4 separate regions of the Mus musculus genome follow, and all the other regions are linked to region 2. Evidence: chromatin contacts called from public Hi-C, HiChIP or PLAC-seq and promoter capture Hi-C data. All regions are on one chromosome and are shown on one strand. Each heading gives the region's core, a stretch centred on a gene start, on an enhancer-like site or on the middle of the called end of the contact. The rest is flanking DNA. Distances are from core to core; before and after follow the strand shown.

Region 1 (2,899 bases), core at 70-2,569, 1.3 Mb after region 2:
AAAAGACCTAAGCCGTTCTGACAGTTTCAAAACCCCTAAGAGGTAAGACAAGATAAAAGTCCTCACTCACCCAGTGAGACAACATTTCCGTAATTCTCCTGCATCACATCCCTGTAAAGATCTCTCTGTGTAGGATCCAGAGGTCTCCATTCTTCCCGAGTGAGGTACATGGCCATATCTTCAAATGTCACAGGGGCCTGAAATCACACAACGCTTCCTCACTACTTGGTATCTAGGAGTTTAGAACCAGCTTTTCTTCTTGAAATTAGAGACATGGTTAGAAATGTCGAGAAGGCAGTGGCATTAAGTCTCATCTGTAGAGTCCGAAGGAAAAAAAAAATAATAAAGAAAGAAGAAAAAAAGACATGTGGTCAAAAGACAGGGGCAATCTACTAGCTTCCCGCTCAGGCCGTCCCTGCCCACTTTGGACCCTTACATACAAGGCTCTCCTTTTCTTAGACCAGTGAAATTCTCGTCTTTATGGCCCAGTTCTAGAGCCAACTGCTGTTCTGTTTCTCCCCACCCTTTATCACTCTTCGCTCCATCCTTGGACACCACATCTAGAATTAACCACTCCTCGACTTACTATTTCCCACACCACAATACGTCCTTGCTCAGGCCAACAGAATACTTACCATATCGCATCCAGGTTAACCGGACACACCGTTCTCCCTACAGATTGTTGGCAAGAAGGGTACCACCCATCTTGTTTGGTTTTATTCTCCTCAGTATTTAGTCTTACAGTGGGTGTTCTATATATGCTTGTATATGGTTATATTAGCCAACTCGAAGCCCGTATACTAAGCAGAATAGCAAAATGAGCTTATCCCAGGGAATTTCCTATAGGGGTTTGCAGACGGGGAAACACCGGGCAAGATGGGTAAGCAGAGCCCTCGGGGCTTACCTGAGTCCCAGACATGAGCAGGGTGGCTGCCATCTCGGGCTCAAGCGTTCGTCTCCTGGGAGAGAGAGAGCAGGAAAACCAGCTAGCAGACAACGTTGAAGGAGGCGAAAAGCAGGACGTGAGGCGCGGCAAGAGGCCCTGCCCACTACTCCCTAGGGCTGGAGTTCTGGTCGCAGGGTATGAGGGGAAGGCCCAGGACTGGTCACTCTCCTCTCTGACTCCCGAAGAGTCACCCACTCTCCGTGTCTCGGTTAATATCGAGTACGTGCAACGTTAGGGTAGGAGAGGGCAGGCACTGGCTGGGTGCCCCCTAGGCTGGGGGGTCAGGCCGATGCAATTCAAGGGAGGAGGCTTTCAACCCAGCCCATAGAACGCCTCTGCTCTGCCATCTCCGGGCTGGGACCTTTCCGGCAGCAATCCCAGCCAATCAGCGAAAAGAAATCGTAAAATATCTGACCAATCAGAAGCCAAACCATCAGCCCTCCTCCTGCGGCGTGGCCGGGTAGCTCCATCACGCGTGCGCGCACCTCGCGGCCTGACGGGACTTGGAGTTTCACTCTGGCGTACAAAGGCCACTTAGCAGCCAAGAGCAGGGGAGGGAAAAGAACAAAAGGGAAGAGACAGGACCGCGACCTTCAAGACCAGTGAGAATACCCCCACACATACTTTTTTCTCGGAAACCACAGCACGACTCAGCAAAGGAAGCGTCTGTGTTTTTTTTTTTTTCTCATGGCCCTACGACCATCTTTGAGTCATATATTATCCGCGAGGTTAGATTGAGTGTGGAAGCTCGGGCTGACCTCAGCTGAGATCACCCCTCATTTGACAGCCCAGGCCAGAGCGGGAAAAGGCTTCTTTTCCCTCCCTTGGGAGACTCCCTGGCCGGGATGGAACTTTGGGCCCCGCCCACGGACTCCCAACACCGCCTGAAGCTCTCGCTTTCTGGATACTGAGAACTACAACTCCCAGTAGGCCTTCCGGCAGTCACAACCCACCCCAGACTACATATCCCACGAGGCCTCGCGTCCCCTGTCCGGTGCTGGAGTGCTGTCCGCGGCCCGGCCCAGGGTGTTCCAACGTTAACCCTGTAGGGAGCGTCTCGAGCTCTTTTATAGAGACGGAGCTCAAGTGCACCCATCTAAGTCGCCAAAACATTGAAATCAGAAGCGGGGGGGTGGGGTAGGGTGTGTAGGGAAATAGCTGGCCCTGGAGTGGGAGACTCAGGGACTTGGTACTCTTGAGGGTGTCTCTGCTGAAAGGAATCTTGGAGACCTCCCAACATCATGAAAACCTTAGGCCTGCGACAACCTGGAGTCCTAAGGATGCTAGTAGTCTCTGTTTCAAAGAAATCACAAAACCAGATTAGGACAGAACGGACAGGCTTACCTCCTGGTCTGTGGTCGCTGGCTCCTCAGAGATCTAAAGAGGCCTGACGTTCAGAAAGGTTCTAGATATCACCAGCAGATTCCAGAGATCTCAGGGCCATGAATAGAAATCCGAATCCATGGATTAACAGGCAAAGGGCAGGGTTTGGTTGTAGGATGAGCACAAAGCTTCAAGACTGCAGAGACTGTTCTATAGCTCCGGGAAACAACAATCTCATAAACAGATCTCCGAGGCCACAACAGCTGGCCAAGAAACATCAGCGTTGGCTATGCTGCATTCACTCAGAATCCTCCAAATGGAAGGACTTGTAGCCTTTCCTTTCCCTAGCGGGGATGAAGGAATTAGACAATGGAAGGCGAGGGCTAAGCAAAACAGGGATTCTGTGTGGGGAAGAGCTCCCAGCTTGCTGTAGCCTTGGAGAGGGAAGTGATGGAAAAAGAATATAGCAGCTTATTAGGGACTCCCACCCTCTTCAAGTTATAAATATCCCCAAACCTTGGCTTGATGCCCAGACGCCTGTTGTCTCTGACTGAACGGGAGACTTCTCTGCCTAGGCTGGGAAAAGGGACTTTTCTTTTGTTTTACAGATACATCCACACACACTGAAGG
Region 2 (3,124 bases), core at 481-2,980:
GCACCAACAGAACAATGAATGGCACATGTCTATGGTCCCATGACTCTCATGTTTGAGCACCTACTAGCTCGAAGGACTGTAAGTCCCAGGTAAACACGGGCTAAATCCTCAAACATACAAAACACCAGAGTCCCCAGCTCTACAAAAACAAATTGAAAAAAATTGAAAAAGAAAGAAAGAAAAAAGGATATTGGCAATTGTACAGTATCAAAACAGATCATTTGTGTGTGTGTGTGTGTGTGTGTGTGTGTGTGTGTGCACTAATGCTCAGGTGCCCACTGTGTCTGGAAGAAGGCTTTGCACATGCTCTGGAGCTGGAGTTACAGGTGGTTATCAAGCACCTGGTGTGGGTTCTCAGAACAAATGGTACTGTGATCCTTTGAAGAGAAGCCTGAGCCCTCTTTACTAATTAGCCATCTTTCCAGCCCCAGACTTAACTCTGTCTTTTATATCCCCTGTGCGGGTAATTGAACCAAGGGACTCAAGCATAAAACCACCACTCTACTCTCAAGCTAAACCACCAGCACTGTAACTATACACTTCAAATGAGTGCCTCGGTAAAGCTGTTTCAATTCCACACTATACAAATTGATGCCGTTCCAGAACTTCGAGGAGTCTTAATGTCCTTGTGAGCAGACACCTAGAGTTTAGAAAGATGCACCCGCTTTACTTTTGAAAACTTCCTAACTTACATTATATCTCAAATGAGGCACAGCTCTGAAGCCAGGAACCAAGGCTTCCACGTCTTCCACTTTTCCCTACACGCCCGATGACACGGAGCTATGGAGCATGCCTCGGTTTATCAATTCGATTGAACACAGGCCGGTGCAGGCTACGAGGTGGGGATAAGAAAACCACTCTACGCAAAAAAAGATCAGAACCAAGGGCCACGAAGGGGGAGCAGAATTTAAACAGCTAAAAACACTTTACTCTGCAAAGTGGTGTGGAGTTAGGGTGACCAAAAGAAAACACCTATAGGTCAAAGAGAGCCAGCCAATGAGAGCGGGGGACCGATGACGTAGGTTAACCAAAGGGTTTTCTAAACCTGCTCTCTGCAAGTGATACTTAGGTGATCAGGCCTTCTCAGCGTGCAATGACAGGAGATACAATGTCGACGAAGTTCGCTGTCGGCAAGTTCCCCTTTTACAAGCGAAAAGCGCACAGCTATGCCCAAGATCAAACAACACTCCAGCGTTACTTACTAAGCCCTATCTCCAACTATCTCCACCGCCATCTTCAGGATGCGAGCCCAGCAGCCGCATCACTTCGGGGGCTGCGTAGCTCCCGGGTCGTGCAAACTGAAAGGAGATGCAGTAACACCGTGCATCGCCCTGGTTCCCGGTCCCCCGTCCCCCGATCCCGCCTCGGCCACGCGAGGACCTCACCTGCACACGCCTCGGATACAAGGCTCCAGCCAGATGCGGTAGGCGGTCTCGATGTGCTCCTGCGACACCTCCTCGGGCCGCACCGTCTCCGCCCAGCGCCAGGCCGCCTTCTCCAGCTGCAGCCGCGGAGCCATAGCCTTGACCGAGGTAGCACTCGCCGAGCCCGGTGGCCTCCGGCGCCGCCTCCGTCTCCGCCCGAATGGGCACGGGCCCCTGCCAGCCGAAAGAACCCAGCGCTGCCCTCAGACAGGAGAGCAGTCAATCACCTGCGCGCGCCACGGCCGCCGCGCCCGCCCGCCCGCGCCCAGCTCGCACGACCAGCCGCAAAGCGCCGCCGCCGCCGCCGATACCCGACAGACCCCGCGCCTGCGGACGTTGGAGGCGTACGCCCTGCCGCAGTCTGCGCATGCGTGCTCCCAGGAGTCCCTGCGCCGAAAGCCCATGTAATCCGACTGGCGGAAGAAAGCCAAGCGTCTGCCCAAAGGCGACTCGCCACGTCTTTTTTCCGCCATGGTGAAGGCAGCTAGCTACGCTTCAGCCTCCGTCGTCTACTCCGACGAGCGAGAGCTTGCCCTTGCTTTCCACACTTCCCCTGTTACTGTGACAAAGTTACACCATAGAGTACTCAACGCACACCATAGGGCCACCGGGACTGTGAGTGGGACCTGATAATAGCAGAAACCGAGGCAGCCGGAACGCCACAGTCGGATCGAGGATTTCACTTGAGCCTGGGCGAGTTCCGGCTCCTTGCCCGTGCTTTCTGACGTCACGAGGCGTTATGTGGTTTGCGGATGCTACAACGGGACTACATATCCCAGCGTGCAATGCGCTCTGCCACTCGCGGAGCGCGAGGCATCCTGGGGTTTGTAGTCTTCGAAGTGATAGGCTCAGTCTTTGAGTTGCAGGTTGTTTAGAAGCATACACAGGTCTGGGACGTGTTCTTTGCTGTAGGCTGTTGACCAGAGGGTCAACACTTTGACGTCTTAATTCGTTATGGAGTGTACACCCTAGCTCCCTGCTGTGATATTATTTCCTTTTTGCAACTACTTCCCCTTAGACCTAAAAAAGGCTAAACTGAATCACAGCGTTTTGTAACAGAAAAGAGCTATTACAGCTAAAGAGAGAAAATTCCAGGACTTTAAATATGTAAAAGCCCTGTGGGAATTCAAGGACTAATTCCTCCCTTATCTACTCCTCAACCCACCCCACCAGCCCCCAAGTAACCTTGAACTGAAGTCAAGATTTACTGAAGCAAGATTTGGTCCTTTGGTTGAATTTAGGCTGAAAATAAAAAACACAAAAATCTTCTAAGTCAGGACACACACACATACACCTCCTTTCTTAAAGAATTCCTACACCAGTTGGTTGGTGGTGGCACACACTTTTAATCTCAGGAGGCAGAGACAGGTAGATCTCTGAGTTAGTGGGCCAACCTTGTCTACAGAGTGAGTTCCAGGACAGCCAGGGCCACACAGAGAAACCTCGTCTCCTGGAAGGAAAAAAAAAAAAAGTCAAACAAATAAACACTGAATTCCTATACCACTGGTTAACAGTTGAACACTGTTGTGGGGCCCACCTTTAATCCCAGTACTCTGGTGGTGAAGGGTAGAGCCTTGCAAATTTAGTGAGTTTCTTTTTTTGTTGTTTGTTTGTTTTGTGGGGCCCACCTTTAATCCCAGTACTCTGGTGGTGAAGGGTAGAGCCTTGCTAATTTAGTGAGTTTCTTTTTTTGTTGTTTG
Region 3 (3,132 bases), core at 234-2,733, 1.3 Mb after region 2:
AACATCTGTTAAGGTGGAGTGTTTTTGAAAAGTATGCGTGAAGCAAAATGACAAGTTATGTATTAAGCACAAGACATTTATGACTACCATTGATATCAAAACTTTTAAAATGTTCAGATTTTGTCAACTTTAACCTAAAAAAAAAAAAAAGGTAAAATAGACTCTAGGAAATAAATCCTTCGGATCAAGAGGGGGGATTCAACAACAATGCCACACAGCCAAACCATATTTCTGGATGCAGCAAATATTCTAACGTGACTGGAACCCTTTGACACAAACATTTTTGCAAAAAAAAGAAAATTACAAAATAAAGTCATTTAAATAAGATTTATAAGGACCGCTGGGAGACTCGGGAAGTCAGTACTAGCTTCTCCCTGACTTGTGGCGAACATCTCTAAGCAAAATGTTGAGAGACGGGCTTTTAAAAGAACCAAGGAAAGCTAACGGTTATCTCACAGCTCGGGAGTATCAAGCCTTTAATCACTACGACTGACTCCTGACACATTCTGCTTTTAAAGGGCAAGGGGGGGAAAAATCCCAAACAGGTAACGAGAAAGGACTGAACCTTTCAAGAACCCCTGGGCTTTCGTCTTAAAATTCTGGCCACATGGCTACTACCGTGTAAGAAAAAGAAGCGCTTTTCCAAACTGGAGCGCCTATGACATTCTCAGAATTACCTAGCTCAGGCGCCGCTCGAAACCAAGTGTCACGGCCTCTTAGTAGTCATTTTTTCCTTCAAATCCCGGCTCGAAGCATGCAGGTTGGGGATCGGGCGGGAGGCACCCCCCATACCTCGGCCCCTCGGCTCCGACTCCCGTAAAAGTTTGCTCCCGGCTCAGGTAACCCTGGGACTTGCACCCCGCCCTCGGCTCACCCCACCCCCTCGGGCGCGACCCGGTTATCAACACATCCCACAGGCCGCCGGGCGAGAGGCGGGCCAGGCCTGACCGCAGGCCTCGGGGGCAAGCACCGGGGTCAGGGGGAAACGCCTGAAACCCTTCGCCCGGACCGGGGCCGCGGACAGCGGCGGGCGGAGGCGGGAAAAAGCACCGCGAGACCGGCAGGCCGCACGGAGGACAGCGGACCGAGGGACCGGGGCACCGGAGGGGCTGAGAAGGATGAGCGACAGAGAGAGGAGGCGCCGCGGCGGGACTCAGGCCCGCGGCTGCGCGGCGGGCCGGAGCAGAAGCCGCCCCCGGCCCATCCCCACCCCCACCCTGGGGCCTCGGAGCAAAGACCCAAACTGCAGGCCAGGGCGCCGAGCCTGGACCCGGCCGAGTCCGGTCAGACCGGGACTCCCGGCCCCTCCCCCCCACGGGCCAGCGCGAGACTCACCAGGGCAGAGCTGGGGGCTGGCGGCCTGGCCCGTGAGAAGCAGCGCGAGGCGCTTTGAAAACGACAAGAAATGGCGCGCGCGCCACCCCCTCCCCCCCTCGCATGGACCGAGACGCGATCCCGGCAGCACGCGGGGTTTCCCGGAACTGCTTCCAGGGACTCCGTGCGGCCGACCAATCGGCCCACGAGACCGTATGACGGGCAGCTTGACGGGCCAATAAGAGAGAGGGGAAAGCGGCCCTCACGTCGGGGACTCCGAGGACCAATCGGTGTGGCCGTCGGGCTGAGCCAATGAGGGGTCTCAGCGCCACTGGCTGCGGCGCCTCCGGGGCGGGGGCATGCACACAAAGGGGTCTGTTGGTGGGAGCCCCTGGTAGTGGCGAGGCTGCGGGGCAGCGGGCCTTGCGTGGCCGAAGCTCCTCCCTCTTCTTCTACCACCGTTAAGAGGTTGAAAAATCTAGGCCTCCCGCCGCGTGGCCACCTCCGGAGCCCCGCCCCCTCGGGTCCCGGCGGCCACGCTCCGCAATGGCGCTGCTACCCCGCGCCGGAGTCCCTTATCTCCAATCCTCCCTCCCGCCGTTCTGAGCGTTAGGTCCCGAGCACACCCCATTCGCCACACGCTGGGCTCCATCAATAGATCATCTTGGCTCTAGTCAAAACACAACTTCAGGGTGACTTGACTCGTGTCGCTGGAGATTTCTCTGTAGAAAAGCATCCCTTAGAATGACTGGAGAAACTGCCTGTTTCCCTCCTTGGCTCTTCTCCTCACAGAATAACGTGGATCTGACTCAAGAGTGACGCTAACAGAAAGCAGGGACCCTTCGGAGTTTGGAGACTAGAGTAGGTAGGGTCACTGGATCAACGACTGAAAGCCAGGCAAGCGGGCAAAGGGTTCATTTCCAAGAAACTAATACCTGTTATTCATAAACCTCTCACCTGTCACTCCTGTCCCAACACTACCTCAGTGAAGAAGGTCAAGGGATCTGCTTCCAAACATATCTGGAGATCATGTTTCTCAAATCCTATAAACCAAAGTTTATTGTTAGTCTACCCATGCGTTTTTGAACGGACATGTGCAAAAGTGCACTTGATACGAACTTGATGGCCAATGTAGTAGTGCTGGGAGGTGGGGCCGGTAGTGGGAGGTGTTTCGGGCACTAGGACTCCACCCTCAAAGCATTAAAGCCGACTGATAGGCCTCCAGGCTGTGAGTTTGATGCCTGACTCTAGATCTTCTCTGCATCTTTTGCGCTTCCAGCGTAGGGAGACGGCCCTTATCCCCGCGTGCTCTCAATGTTGGACTTCCCTGCTTCCAGAACTGTAAATTGTAAAGCCTGTCCTAGGGGCTGGAGAGACGGCTCAAATGCAAGTTTAAAATCCTGACTGTGGCCCGGCAGTGGTGGCGCATGCCTTTAATCCCAGCACTCGGGAGGCAGTCAGGCGGATTTCTGAGTTCCAGGCCAGCCTGGTCTACAGAGTGAGTTCCAGGACAGCCAGGGCTATACAGAGAAACCCTGTCTCGAAACCCCGCCCCCCCACAAAAAAAAAACCTGACTGTGAATCTCCATCCACTTGAGTAAAAAGCCTGGCGTGACCGCATGCACCTGTAAACTCCAGTGCTGATGTAGACTGCAACCGGAGAATTGCTGTAGCTTGCTGCCAGTTTAGCTCCAGGGCGGAGGGTGGAAGAGCAGGACACTCACTTTCTTCCTCTGACCTTCGTCTGCACCTCCCTCCACACACACATAAGCAAACACAAGATCAGATAAAAACCCTCTTCTGTATAAATTATCCCAC
Region 4 (3,024 bases), core at 400-2,899, 1.4 Mb before region 2:
TATCTATCTATCTAATTTAAAGACAGTTTCTCTACATAGCCCTCATTGTCCCCTGGAACTCACTATGTAGACCAAGTCAGTCTCGAACTCACAGTTTGAGATTAAATCCCAAGCACCAGGATTAAAGGTCTATGCCACCATCGCCATGCCTGGCTTTAATTTACTTTTGATTTGGGTACTGTGCTTTCCAATTCATGAAGCATCCTGACACGATCTTCAGCACTGGGAAGAATTATAATCCATGATCCTCTTGTGTTATAAGGAAATGAAGGTTCAGGGTGACACCCAAGGTGACACAGAGAGGAAGTGGCAGAGCCAGGCTCAAGTTCCTTGAGGGCATCTTTTAAGTCCAGGGGAGTGGGAAACTGAGGCTGGAAGCAGCATCTTCGGTGATGCCCAGAGGTTCAGGCGGTTTGGTAGGGTTCTAACTAGGAGGATGGGGCCCTGGGTTCCTTCCTGACTTCTCAAACATACTGGGTAATTGGGGATTTTGGTGGCCTTGTCTTTCTGCCTAGCTGATTCACCCTGAGGAGTCTTCACTACTGTGTCTTCAGAGCCTACACGATGACACATAGTAGGTGCTCAATAAATATACCCCGTGAGTGGCGTCCTGGGAAGCCCTACAGGGGTGTGTTCCCTCCTACTTGAAGGCAGCAGTGGCCTCAGGATCAAACCTGCAGATTTAGCCAGCCCCAGCTTCTACTCTGGGTCACCCCTGGCAAGGACAAGGACATCATGGAGGCCAGTTTTGAACCTAACACTGGGTCAAACTCTGAAGTCAGCTCACCCTAGTTAACCTCTTTGCTCTGACTGCCTGGTCCTGGCCAAAATCATCCCATTGTTCCCAGACTCAGTTTTCCCGGATGTAAAAACCTGTAATGTGAAATGTCCCCTACTCTGTAAAAACCCGCAGCGGGGCGAGAAGCCACGCCCCCGTCACAGCAGGAAGGGGCCGGGCCTTTCCGGGACTCTAGGGCTTCCCAGGCCTCGGGGAACTGAGTCTGGAGACACAGAGGGTGGGAGTGGGTGCCTGGAGCTCCCAGTACGCAGGGGGCGTCCAGTGACCCTGCGTGACCTTGAGCAAGGTCCTTTCTTCCCTTCAAACCCAGCGACCGGTGCCCTGGGCTGTGCTGGCAGGCGGGGGCCGCTGGCATGCTCGTTGGCATCAGTTTCCCCTCCAGCTACTCAGGAGTCCCGAGAGCACTTCCGGGTTCGGAAGCGCAGTGGAGGCGGCGTGGGGACGATCGGGGCTCCCCGCGGGCTTACCTGGAGGCGGCAGCGACGGATGGGACGACGGCAGAACTTCTGGCAGCCCCGCAGCTCCCGCCCTGGCGCTCCCCGCCTGTTCTCTCCCTGGCCCAGCCGCCCCACACCGGCCCGGGCCGGTCCCGCCTGCGCAGCCCTAGGGCCCGGGCCTTCCGGGCTGGGCCGGGCGCACCGCCACCTAAGCCACCAAAGCCATCGCCCGGGTGCTGGCCTTGGGACGGGACCCGCACTTCTGTGTCTCCCGCTCCCCAGGAAGCGAGAGCGCGGGGCACAGGAGGGGTCTGCAGAGAGTGCTCACCAGGGGCTGGGCTGGCATGAGGGGAGTTCGAGCAGACACTTGAAGGGGAAGCTTCCAAATTTTGCCGCCACACTTGAAAAGAGCCTGTCCCAGAAGGTGCCTCCCCCTCCTGTGCACACTGCTCGGTGAAATTTGCAACACCCACGCCTTCTGATCGTTCTTTCACTTTCTCTAATGCTCGCCAGTCGTTGCACCCGTGGCTCTTCCGTCCCACGGGCCTCCGTTTTGGGGTTCCATTCCTGTTAGACTAGCCACCCACTCAGCTCTAGTCTTTGAACAAGTATTTGCTGAGCACCTACTACGTGCCAGCAAGGTTATGGATTAGCACACCAGGCCTTCGGGCCCATATTTTAATCGTAGTATTTAACACTGAAGTTGATTGTTTTCCTGTTTGCCAATTTATAATCTGGGTATCCCACACTAGAACTTAAAGACCCCAAGAATGGAAGGGGGGGTTGTCTCCCATGCCTCATCCTCCGCTCTCCTCATTTGGGAGCCGGCTCTTGGTTGCCCAGGCAACCTGTGAAATTTCATCACACCTAATCTACAGGTGAGGAAGTAGGTGGCCATCCTGGTCAGGGCTGGAATCTGAGTCACCATGACCTCTGACGTCGTTGCTCTTTCCCCTGGAGAAGATAGGCTGGAGTTGGAAATGGAAAAAGTTCTCGAGCGGACAGATGAGACGTGCGGCATTCCAGCAGGGAGCCTTATGACTCAGGATCCGACTGGAACGCTAGAGGGCCTCCATCACCTGATCTCTCTATCGGCCAATCAGGACCTAGAAGAGCTAGGAGGTTATTGTAGGTCAAAAAAGGACAGTTGTGGAGGGTTGAAGGATTCTAGCTGAGATTCTGGGCATCACTAAGTTGGGGAAATAACCATACCAAGGTGGCACGCTCCCCCCGCCCCCCGCAAATATCATGGAATTTTAAAAGATCCTATTGTTGTCTATGAGGAATGGAGGATTGGAGTGACCAGAGGCCACCGATTAAGAAGCGGTCCTGAGCTGAAGTAGCCAGCCTCAGCCTGAGCAACTAACTACCTTAGCCTTTCAGATGTGAGACAGCTGCCGTTTTTTTTTTTTTTTTAATTTCAGCATAAGTTGATTTTAGTAAGTTCTTGATATTAAAAAAAAATAAATGTAACTCTGAAAGTTAAAAAAAAACGGTCATTCTCTAATGGAAAACAGAATCACAATGGATAAAGAAAATCAATATGGAAAATAGTTTTAGAAAAGAAGACATACTCAAAACAAAGTGATCGCTTAGGTGGGGTTTGGGGACAGTAAAGACGCAGGGAGAACACTGCGAGTGACTCCTCTGCTTTTAGTCCATAGCCACATATCAATATTGATTTTTTAAAAAAATCTTGTCCAATGTATCAGTGTTAAGATTGGAAAGTAAGGCAAAGGTCACATGGATTTTTGCTGAGGACTCTGCACTATTTCTGAAACTCTCCTG

What was found. Hi-C and Micro-C count contacts between places; a contact is called where the count stands out from the background. HiChIP or PLAC-seq counts read pairs in DNA pulled down with a chosen protein or histone mark. Capture Hi-C pulls out chosen DNA fragments and counts their contacts.
Region 1: a promoter capture Hi-C map of liver shows a contact between it and region 2, with 3 times the contacts expected there. The contact joins the promoter of Zfp46 here to the promoter of Usp48 in region 2. A contact is called at or near these places in 1 of 39 promoter capture datasets (liver), 3 of 115 datasets of contacts at active chromatin or transcription factors (all in embryonic stem cells) and 2 of 9 other capture datasets (adipose tissue and liver).
Region 3: an H3K27ac HiChIP or PLAC-seq map of microglia shows a contact between it and region 2, with 8 times the contacts expected there. The contact joins the promoter of Hnrnpr here to the promoter of Usp48 in region 2. A contact is called at or near these places in 1 of 39 promoter capture datasets (pre-B cells), 1 of 484 Hi-C or Micro-C datasets (erythroblasts), 3 of 115 datasets of contacts at active chromatin or transcription factors (astrocytes, microglia and thymic regulatory T cells) and 1 of 9 other capture datasets (adipose tissue).
Region 4: a contact with region 2 is called in a Hi-C map of CD8 T cells, with 3 times the contacts expected there. The contact joins the promoter of Tmco4 here to the promoter of Usp48 in region 2. A contact is called at or near these places in 1 of 39 promoter capture datasets (pre-B cells) and 3 of 484 Hi-C or Micro-C datasets (CD4 T cells and CD8 T cells).

Annotation. Positions count from the first base shown.
Region 1 is chr4:136,284,487-136,287,385 of GRCm38.p6, reverse strand. Zfp46 (zinc finger protein 46) reads right to left here and starts at 1,319. Exons shown (of 3, transcript NM_009557.4): 1 at 905-1,319; 2 at 71-314. The coding sequence starts at 176.
Region 2 is chr4:137,592,778-137,595,901 of GRCm38.p6, reverse strand. It overlaps Usp48 (ubiquitin specific peptidase 48), which reads right to left and starts at 1,730. Exons shown (of 27, transcript NM_001355588.1): 1 at 1,386-1,730. The coding sequence starts at 1,519.
Region 3 is chr4:136,309,293-136,312,424 of GRCm38.p6, reverse strand. It overlaps Hnrnpr (heterogeneous nuclear ribonucleoprotein R), which reads right to left and starts at 1,483. Exons shown (of 11, transcript NM_001277121.1): 1 at 1,336-1,483.
Region 4 is chr4:138,971,530-138,974,553 of GRCm38.p6, reverse strand. Tmco4 (transmembrane and coiled-coil domains 4) reads right to left here and starts at 1,649. Exons shown (of 17, transcript NM_029857.3): 1 at 1,267-1,649.